Regions from separate parts of the Sus scrofa genome. Here region 1 is linked to region 2. Evidence: chromatin contacts called from public HiChIP or PLAC-seq data. All regions are on one chromosome and are shown on one strand. The core of a region is the stretch at or near the end of the contact, and the rest is flanking DNA. Distances in the headings are between cores, read along the strand shown. Region 1 holds the start of KANSL1L (KAT8 regulatory NSL complex subunit 1-like protein). Region 2 holds the start of RPE (ribulose-phosphate 3-epimerase).

Region 1 (5,091 bases), core at 646-3,145, 180 kb before region 2:
CTTGAATTCTATACTTATTTATCCAACTGCATCCATGTGGATGGCTATCAGGCACTTCAAACTCAATGAATTCCAAAGAGAACTTTTTATTTTTATCCTTCAACCTTCTGTCTTCCCAGGTCTGCCTCATTTAAGCAATACACCACTAACCACTCAGTTGTTCAAGCCAGAAACCTAGGAGTCATACTTGATTGCTTTATCTTAAGCCTCATAAGATCTTAGCTGTCAAAAGTTTCATCAACTCTAGCTTGAAACATTTCCTAGATTCATCCATTTTCATCTCTGCTACTGCCTTTGTAGTCCAAGTCACCCACTATCTTTCATTTAAATTACTTCAGTAGCTTCCTAGTCGGTCTCCCCACCTCTGCTCTTGGAAGCTGTTTCCATTCTTTCTCTAATTTCTTTTCTGTATAGAACAACCAATATAATTAAAAAAAAAAAAAAGTCAGGTCATATTACACCCCATCCTCATTCAGATGTTTAGTGGCATTATTTTGACTTATATAAGATGTCCATGGTTTGGACCCTGTTTGCCTTTCTGATCTTATTTCCTGTTACTCTCTCTGGTTCGTTTTGTTTGTAGTTTTTGTCCCACAAACACACCAAATTTATTTCCTGCATTAAAGCTTTGTATTAGTTGTTATTTTTCCTTGGAAAGCTCTTACCCCCAATCTTGGATGTGTTTTTGTATAAGGTCTGAGTTATGGGCTAAGGCTCAGGTTTTTGTGTATGAATGCCTTATTGTTCCAGAACCATTTGTTTGAAAAACAAAAAACAAAAACAAAAAACCTAAGGCTTTCTGCATTGAGTTGCCCTTATATCTTTGTCAGAAATCAAGTAACCATGTAGGCATAGGTCTATTTCAGAGCTCTTGCCTTTTTTTTTTTAACCAGTGACCCCACCCCCACTCCCACATGGAAGTTCCTAGGCCAGGGATCAGGTATGGAAATGGATCATATCCGCAATCTGAGCCACTCAGAGACAACCTCAGGTCTTTAACCCAGTGTACCACATTAGGAATTCCAGAGCTCTTTTTTTCCCATCAATCTATGAGTGCATCATTTTGCTAATCCACACTTATTTTGACTACTGTAAATATAGGTAATATGAATCCTTCAGCTTTTTCTTTTTCTTCTTTTAGCTATTTTAATTTCTTTCTTTTTTCATACAAATTTTTGAATCAGCTTGTTGATATTAGCAAAAATCCTGTGAAGATTTTGATTGGGATTGTGTTGAATCTGTAGATCAGTTTAAGGAGAATTAATGTTGTAACAGTATTGAATAACCAATGAAGATAATGTGTCACTCCATTTATTTAGATCTTCCTTGATTTTTTTCCCCATTGTCCCCCCCCCCCAACTGTGTAGATCCTACACTAATACAATCATTATGTTAAGCTATTGGAATTAATACTGTATTAAAAATATCTTTTCCTAGTTTTTTCTTTTCCAGTATCTAGAAATGTAAGTGATTTTTGTATCTTGACCTTATATCTGCTACCTTAGTAAACTCATTAGATCTAGGAGGTTTTTAATAGATCCCTTGGGATAGTCTGTGTATGAAATCATACATCTTTGAATAGACACAGTTTTCTTTTTACTTTCCAGATTTGCTTTTTGTTTTCCCCCTACTATCTCACTGGCTAGGACCTGCAGTGTGATAGTAAATAGGAGTGGTGAGAATAGACACCTTGCCTCAGTCCAAATCTTAAGTAAAAGCATTCAGTCTTTCATCATTAACTATGAAGTGCTCTGGGAATTTGTGTAGATACTCTTTATCAGGTTAAGAAATTTCCCTCCTTTTCCTAATTTGATGCTTCCCCCGCCCAATTATGAACAGATATTGCATTTTGTCAGATGCTCTGTGTGTGTGTGTCTTTTTTTTTTTTTTTTTTTTTTTTTTTTTTTTTTTTTTAAGGGCTGTACCCGGGGCATATGGAAGTTCGCAGGCTAAGGGTTGAATTGGAGCTGTAGCTTCTGGCCTACACCGCAACCATAGCAACGTGGGACCCAAGCCACATCTGCAACCTACACCACAGCTCACAGTAATGCCAGATCCTTAACCCACTGAGTGAGGTCTGGAATTGAACCCTCATCCTCATGGATACTAGTTGGGTTTGTAACCCCTGAGCTACAGTGGAACTCCTGTCAGATGCTTTTTATTCAATTTTTTTTCCTTTAGTCTTTTGAATGGTGAATTTCAATGATGGATTTTTTTTTTTTTTTTTTTCCTTTGTAGGGCCATAACCGAGGCATATGGAAGTTCCCAGGCCAGGGGTCGAATCGGAGCTACAGCTGCTGGCCTACACCACAGCAACTCAGGATTTGAGCCATGTCTGCGACCTACTCCACAGCTCACGGGAATGCCGGATCCCCAACCCACTGAGCAAGGCCAGGGATTGAACCCTCATCCTTGCATTCATGGAATAAGCCACTATTGGTTGTGACATACTCTTTTAATATATTGCTATGTTTGTAACATTTATTTTAATAGAAATAACTGAAATAGGTTTTGTTACTACTTATTACTACTTAAATCCTGGAATACCTTTAAAAATCGTGACTCACTTGTTTGTTTTAATTCAGTCAACAATTATTTGACAATTATGTGCCAGATATTGTCTTAAGTGCTGGGGATTGGAACACTGAACAAAACTGAGTTCTGCCCTTTAACTGTACCCCTTTCTATAATGTAATGAAATGTCAGGTAGTGATTAGTGTTCTGAGGAAGAATAAAGCAGTGTAGGGGAATAGAGAACCATGAATTGAGAGGCTAAAGCTGTTTTAAATAATTAGTCAATGCAGGATTCTCTGAGAAGATGACTCTAGAGCAGAAACATGAATGACGTGAGAGAGCCAGCCATCTTACTTGTGGAAAATTGTTCCAGGCTGAGAGAATTGCAAACACAAATTCCCTGAAACAAGGACTTGTTTGGTGTGTTTCAGAATAGCACAGAGGCTAGTGTTTCTGGACTGTAGTAATCCATGGAGAACGTGTAGGAGGCGAAGTAGTCAGGGACGTGATAGTGTAGAACTCTGTAGGTTATTGTAAGGACAACTTTGGATTTTATTCTGAATGTAATGGCGACCACTGATTTTTCACCAAATATTTACTGAGTATTTGGTATATATCAGATACTTTTGCATGTTGACTTTATTAAAAAAATAATAAAATATCCAAACATTTGTAGATCTTAGAAATGTTGGCTATAAGTGTAGTTGTTTATGTATATGGAGGTAGTCAGAGTAGTAGAATTTAGAATAATCAGTAAACATTGTTATACCCAATGACTACATATTTAAGTAATGTAGAAAATGGGAATAAATGCACTTATGTTTTATGCTAAAACTGTACGTATATAATTTAGCCTTTTTTTTTTTACATTATAGGAGACAGCTATTTTCATGAGTTTCTTTGGGTTGCAAAGTCAAGAGAATTTCAGATTAGGTTTTTTAATGTTAATTTTAATCAAGTCCAGTATACCAATTGTTCTCTTTTCTTTCCTTTTCTTTTTTTGGCTGTGCCCACAGCATGTGGAAATCCAGTATACCAATTCTTTTCTTTTTTTAGCTGCGCCCACGGCATGTGGAAATTCCCAGGCCAATGACCCAAGCTCCTGCAGTGACAATGCCAGATCCTTAACTTGCTGCACCCAAGGGAACTCCCAGGTTAGGATTTTTTTTTTTTAAATAAGGATGTACTTGGTAGTAGGATATAGAAAAATCTCATGGAAATCCTAGAATAGGAATTTTGGTATGGCTGGGCCTTTCAGAGTCCAGAACCTCAAAATCTTTATACTCAAATATATTAGTTATCTATTGCTATGTGACACATTACTCCAAGAAATTAATGGCTTAAAGCATTTGTTTCAGTTTCTTTGAGTCAGGAATCTAGGCATGGTTTAGCTGATTGCTTCTGGCTCAAGGTTTCTCAGAAGGGTGCGGACAAGGTGTTGGTTGTAGCTGCAGGCTTCTGAAAGGCTTGACTGAGGAAAGATTTGCTTCTAGGATCACACACATGGTTGTTGGCAGGCTTTAGGTTATTGCTGTCCATTGGCTAAAGACAGTAGTTTTTTGTCATGTGGGTCTTTCCAGCTCACATCATGGCAGTTGTTGTTCCTGAGCGAGAGAGGTGACAAGCTGGAAGCCACAGTCTCTTTGTAACCTAAAGTTGAAAGTGGCATCCCATTATCTCTGCTGCATTCAAGTCGCTAAATCTAGTCCACATTCAAGAGGAGAGGATTACACAAAGTCAAGAATGCCGGGAGATGGGGATTATTAGGATCATTTTAGAAGATGCCTATCATACCAAGTAAGCCCTAGAGATCTTATTAGAGTTTTTGTGTGTATGTTTTATTCTAGTTTTCTATCATTAATGATCCTTAGCTACTCTCAATGTCTATATTTCTTTCTCTTTTCCTCTACCAATGTAAGTTCTTCACTATTAATCTGGGTATCTTTTTTTCTACCTCTTATTTTTAGTTTTCCCTTAAATTTAGTTTATCCAGGGCCTAAGATGAACTTCTCTGCTTCGTGATATTTCACCTTTTGCCCCTGCTGATAGCCAGTTGATTATACCCTTAGCTCCCTGTGCAAATTTTTGAAAGTGAAGTGAGAAGGGAATGGATAGAGCATAGTATGTTTTGAATATGATTATCATAGAGAACTGTGACTATGGCATTTTCCCTTAGAGAGGAACCTATTTATCTAAATACTATTTCTTTCTTTCTTTCTTTTTTTTTTTTTTTAAACAAGTGGCCGCACCTGTGGCATATGGGAGTTCCTGAGCTAGAGGTTGAGCCACAGCCACTGTAGAAGCAACACCGAGTAGTTATGTTGTGAGCCACACGGGAAGCCCTTTCTAAATACTATTGCAGATGTTTATAAATTAAAGGTTATAGGTCATCGAGTTGATCAAGTGACAGATTGAATCTTGGAGAAAAAAATTCCCAGTAAAGTTTGTTTTATAATTATTTTTCTACTTCTCATAAATGTAGAGTGTAGTGAGTTCTCTGGTGGCTCAGTGGGTTAAGGATCTGGTGTTGTCATGGCTATTGTGTGGGTTCTAACCCTAGCCTCAGAATCTCTGCAG
Region 2 (4,579 bases), core at 273-2,772:
TCAGAGCTTTCAAGCAAAGGTGTCAAAAACAAAACAAAAAGCATATAAATGAATTACATACAATAGCAAACTAAAAATAGAGGTTTTTATAAAAGGTAATATTTACTAATCTTCCATACTTAGCCTAGAATCGTTAGAACTTTAGGGTCAAGATTTTGCCATTATTAGTTGGGCACATTATTGAGGTAACAGAGTGGAATGCAAAAGAAAAACAACAAATTTAACCAGATAGAACAAAGGAAGGCAAAGCTGTCCTAAGAGGGATGATATTAAAAAGAAAGGGAAGTGACTAACCATCTTTTGTAAAAAAAAAAAAACTATGAACTTGCAGATTTGCATGAGGCCAGCACAGAGATTTTACTTATTTACAATAAACTTATTTTTCTACCCCAAACCAAAACAATGGCTGTTACGATTTTTATGACCAGTTGTCAGTGGCGCTCAGAGAACCACTTGGTAAACCCAAGAAGATCCAAGTTGTAAGTCTATCAAAGTGTGTGTAATCTTGAGGGAGTCTCACCTGTTTTCTCTGTTTGTTTCCTCATTCTATAACCAACTTAAGAAACTAGCATCATCTTGCTTTCAAACAATATTGATTATGGGCTATAACTACAGTGCTTAAAAATTACTTGCAATAAACTGACCTCCCTGAAGAGCAGAATGCCTAAAGAGAAAACAGGAAAAATCAAGACTCGAACAAAGATACAAACACTAACAGAGAATTTATTTACTATACTTCAGGCACTGTAAACTTTGTGTGTACTAACTAGCTCATTTCGTCTTTCAAAGATGCCTAAGTGGTAGGGTGTGTTATCACTCCCATTTTTCACACAATGGAACTGAAGCTCAATGAGGTTAAATGGCTCGTCCCAAGAAACCCAGCAAGTGTCAGAACTTGGGCATTCTCACTCTAGATGCCAAGCTTGTTATCTTTACACACATCTATCTCCCCAGCTTTGCCACTAACTAGCTATATGAGCTTGGGCCAGTCATGCCTATCCCCTTAGGCCTCAGTTTCTCTAACTGAAAATGAGAGACAGGCCAGCCTTAAGGTCGCTTCCGGGCGCTAAATGCCAGAAGACCATACGTTATCTGGGGGGAGGGGAAGAGGCTGAGGTTTGGGAAGCGTTCAAACCTCGGATCCCCTCCAAGCAGGGCCGCCAGGGCTCCCACCCAGGCACCTTCTTAGTACCGCGTTCAGAGTGAGGCGCTTGGCGGTACAGGTCGCTGTGCACTCAACAGGCACTCAATGAATGTGCGCTGAGCCCGCCCCGCGCGGCAGCCCTGACCCGAGCCCCACGGAGTTACCCGTCCATTACATCCAGGTGCAGATAATCAGCCCCAGAGTCCAGCATCCGGAGGCACTCGGCCCCTAAATTGGCCAGGTCGCTGTTGAGGATAGACGGGCCAATCCTGCAGCCGGACGCCATGGTACTAGTTCCCTAGAGCAAGTTACCCCACGAGCGACCTGTCCAGATGAAGTCGTCGCGCCGACTGGCTGCACAGTTTTAGCCCCGCCTCTTCCCTGCAGAGTCTTCCGGACTCCACCGGAAGCAGCTGCCCTGAGGGGAGGAAGTCCCGCCTCCCTGGGGAAAGGGCGGCCAACCTGAGAGCTTAGGGGTGGGGCCCCACATTTAGGCACTTTCTTCCTTACCCAGACCTTACGGCGGGCCTTTCAGGTCTCCCAGCCTTGTGAGGAGTTTCTTGATCTTTTTTAGTTTTACTTCCCCTGCAGTTCTTTCTAGGCTCTTACCTTCTTATCACTTTTTTGTTTTGCTGCGGTTTGCATAGGAGCTCCTTCCATCTCCTTCTGTCTCACTTGTGTGTTTATCCGTTAATCAACAAAAAACCACCCTTCTTCCTATTTTTTCTCTTTGAATTCTTAAGAGCTCTGGAAGTCAGATTTAGGTCGGAAACCTGCTTCTACCCGATACTACCTGGTGACCTGGCTAATCGCTTCTCCATGCCCTCAGTATTTTCCTCTGTCCAGTCAGGGCTTGAAAACTGTAAAAGCCCCTGTGTCCTTGTGTTTTGAAGTAAAAGGCTTTTCCTTTAGCCTTCCAGGCCTCCCCTCAGTCTCAAAAGGCTGACTCAAGACCTAATGATTAGGAAACCCTGTTATAGCTAAAAACTAGTTAATAGCAGTCTATTACGTTATGCCCTGCCTTGGGCACACTAACTTACTCTGGCTTTTCACAAATAATTTTTCCTTGCTTGTTTTTTACTAATGATTACTTTCATTAGAGTTAAAGTGCATGCCTAGTGTTTTCGTTTCCTTTGAAACACTCCTTAAAACCTCCTTCTTTTGTGGGCAACTTTCACTGCCAAGAGAAAGTCCAGGTGCAATAACCCCAAAGACCACCAGAACCCATCACTGACCACCTGACTGTGGCCTTGATGACTTTGAAATAGTCTCGGTCTGTGCACATGGGTCAGAAGAAGAATTTCTGAACTCATATCAGAGTGAAAAGAAAGAAGAGTTTATTGAGCATGGTGAGGTGGAGAGACAGTTTACTGAGAGATAAGAGAGGCTGCAAGCACAGCGGCATGACTTCCTGATAATCAGGGAGTGCCAACCATGAGTGCATGGTCAAGTCTGTTTTTATAGCCCAGGGAGAGGGGAGGTCTCAAGACACAACTGTTGACCTACTAATTGTTTGAGAACAAAGGGTCTTATGATATACTTGCTGGTTGGTTGGGGCGTTTAAGGCCCAACAAAGGTTGGTGGGGGTGGGGAGTGAGCCACTTAACTTTCCTTCCTAGGAGTAGACCAGGTTGCTCAAGGTGGGGAAAGGGCATAAACACAGAGACAAGTGGGGCAATGATAAAGGTCTGGCAATTCTTGCCTTGGCCAGAGGCTTTGAACTCTATCTCCTTGAAGGGGGCTTGAAGTCTAACAGAAATGATCCATGGAGGGAGAAGAATCCCAGGACAGTAATCTTTACCTACAGTCCTTTTTTTGAGCTAAACCTAGAAGTCCTCTTGGTATTCTCTCTCAAGGGGAAACACTGTTTTGAGGTGTTACCCTGCTGTGCCCTCCTTTGCCTGGCAAAGCAGTAAAGCTGTTCTTTCTGCTTCACCCAAAACCATCTCTGTGACTTAACAGTGCCAGTGTACAGAGGCCAATCTTGGCTACGAAATTTGGGGGCTCAAAAAAACGAAAACGGAGTTCCTGTCGTGGCACAGTGGAAATGAAACCATGAGCTGTGGTGTAGGTTGCAGACACGGCTCAGATCTGACGTTGCTGTGGCTGTGGTGTAGGCCGGCAGCTACAGCTCCGATTAGACCCCTAGCCTGGGAACTCCATATGCCGCAGGTGCGGCCCTAAAAAAAAAGAAAAATTTGGGGGCTCATCCACGATCTGACTCTCATACCTGGTCTGCCATCCTGGAAGGGTTGGGGATGGAGAGTGAAAGGGAGTCTGCCTAGCAGGTGCTGAGGGCGACCTTCACTTTGAGCATTCCTTTCTTCCTCCACCCACACCAGTAATTTCTACTCTGAGGAATTATTTTGGGGAAGGAGAAGTGTACAATCCTGGGATGTCATGACGCCTTGGCCAACATCTGGGTATCTGGGTAAGTCCCCCAGCATGCACTCTGAGGCCCCCTTGGACTTTGTTCATCTAAGGAGCCAAGTCTTAGGTTCCATCTAGGGATCTTCTGTTTCAAAATCCCACCTGTAAGGCAACACTTGGACTAAGGTCACAGGCTTAGTGGGACTTGGAAGCCAATCTGAGCTTTGTGCTGTCTGGTTCGGTTTTTCTGGTTTGAGGCTTCTATTTGCTGGCAAGCATTCTGGTTTGTTTTTTATCAAATATATGGAAATTGTTTCTATTTGACAGCCCCAGAGGGAAAATTTTGGCAGACTTGTGGACCTATACTTGTAAACCTATGAATAAGGAAAAATTGACTTTAAACTGTGTGGCCACAATATTCTTTAGACTCCAGAAAAATTTTTTGCTTTTTAGGGCAATACTCGCGGCACATGGAGGTTCCTAGGCTAGGGCTCAAATTGGAGTTATAGCTGCTGGCCACAGCAACGCCAGATCCCAGCTGCATCTGCAACCTACAGCACAGCTCACAGCAACGCCAGATCCATAACCCACTGAGCCAGGCCAGGGATTGAACCTGAACCACTGCATCCTCATGGATGCTAGTCAGTTTAATTTCCACTGAGCCAGGACAGGAATGCCATCAGAGGAAATTTATAACTATAGGTCGACATGTCTGCCAAAATTGAGATAAAACTGTTGAAATTCCAAAACTTGTTAACATATGCAATTAGAGAAAGCTAGCTTGATGAAATTTTTTTTCGAGTTCTGACCCTCAGAGAGCAAGAATACGCCTAGGAGAAAGCACGCAGCTAACTCTTATCATGTTCTTGATGAACAAACACAGCCCACTTTGCCTGAGACTTTGGCTTTGAGTAACTAGTAGAACTTCAAAACAGGGCAGAGGTGGGGAGAGAAAGAGAAAGGAGAAGGAAAGAGTCTTTTAAATTCAGGTAAGTAAGGGAGTGCCCATCATAGCTCAGTGGTTAACGAACCTGATTAGCATCCTTGAGGATGCATGTTTGATCC

The links. HiChIP or PLAC-seq counts read pairs in DNA pulled down with a chosen protein or histone mark.
Region 1: an H3K27ac HiChIP or PLAC-seq map of alveolar macrophages shows a contact between it and region 2. The contact joins the promoter of KANSL1L here to the promoter of RPE in region 2. A contact is called at or near these places in 2 of 5 promoter capture datasets (fetal liver and liver) and 2 of 2 datasets of contacts at active chromatin or transcription factors (alveolar macrophages and skeletal muscle).

What each region holds. Positions count from the first base shown.
Region 1 is chr15:112,899,030-112,904,120 of Sscrofa11.1, reverse strand. It overlaps KANSL1L (KAT8 regulatory NSL complex subunit 1-like protein), which reads left to right and starts at 1,895. Exons shown (of 16, transcript XM_005672154.3): 1 at 1,895-4,311.
Region 2 is chr15:112,720,266-112,724,844 of Sscrofa11.1, reverse strand. It overlaps RPE (ribulose-phosphate 3-epimerase), which reads right to left and starts at 1,522. Exons shown (of 7, transcript XM_013984453.2): 1 at 1,320-1,522. The coding sequence starts at 1,430. LOC102158523 (a long non-coding RNA gene) reads left to right here and starts at 1,665. Exons shown (of 4, transcript XR_002339061.1): 1 at 1,665-2,493; 2 at 3,487-3,575.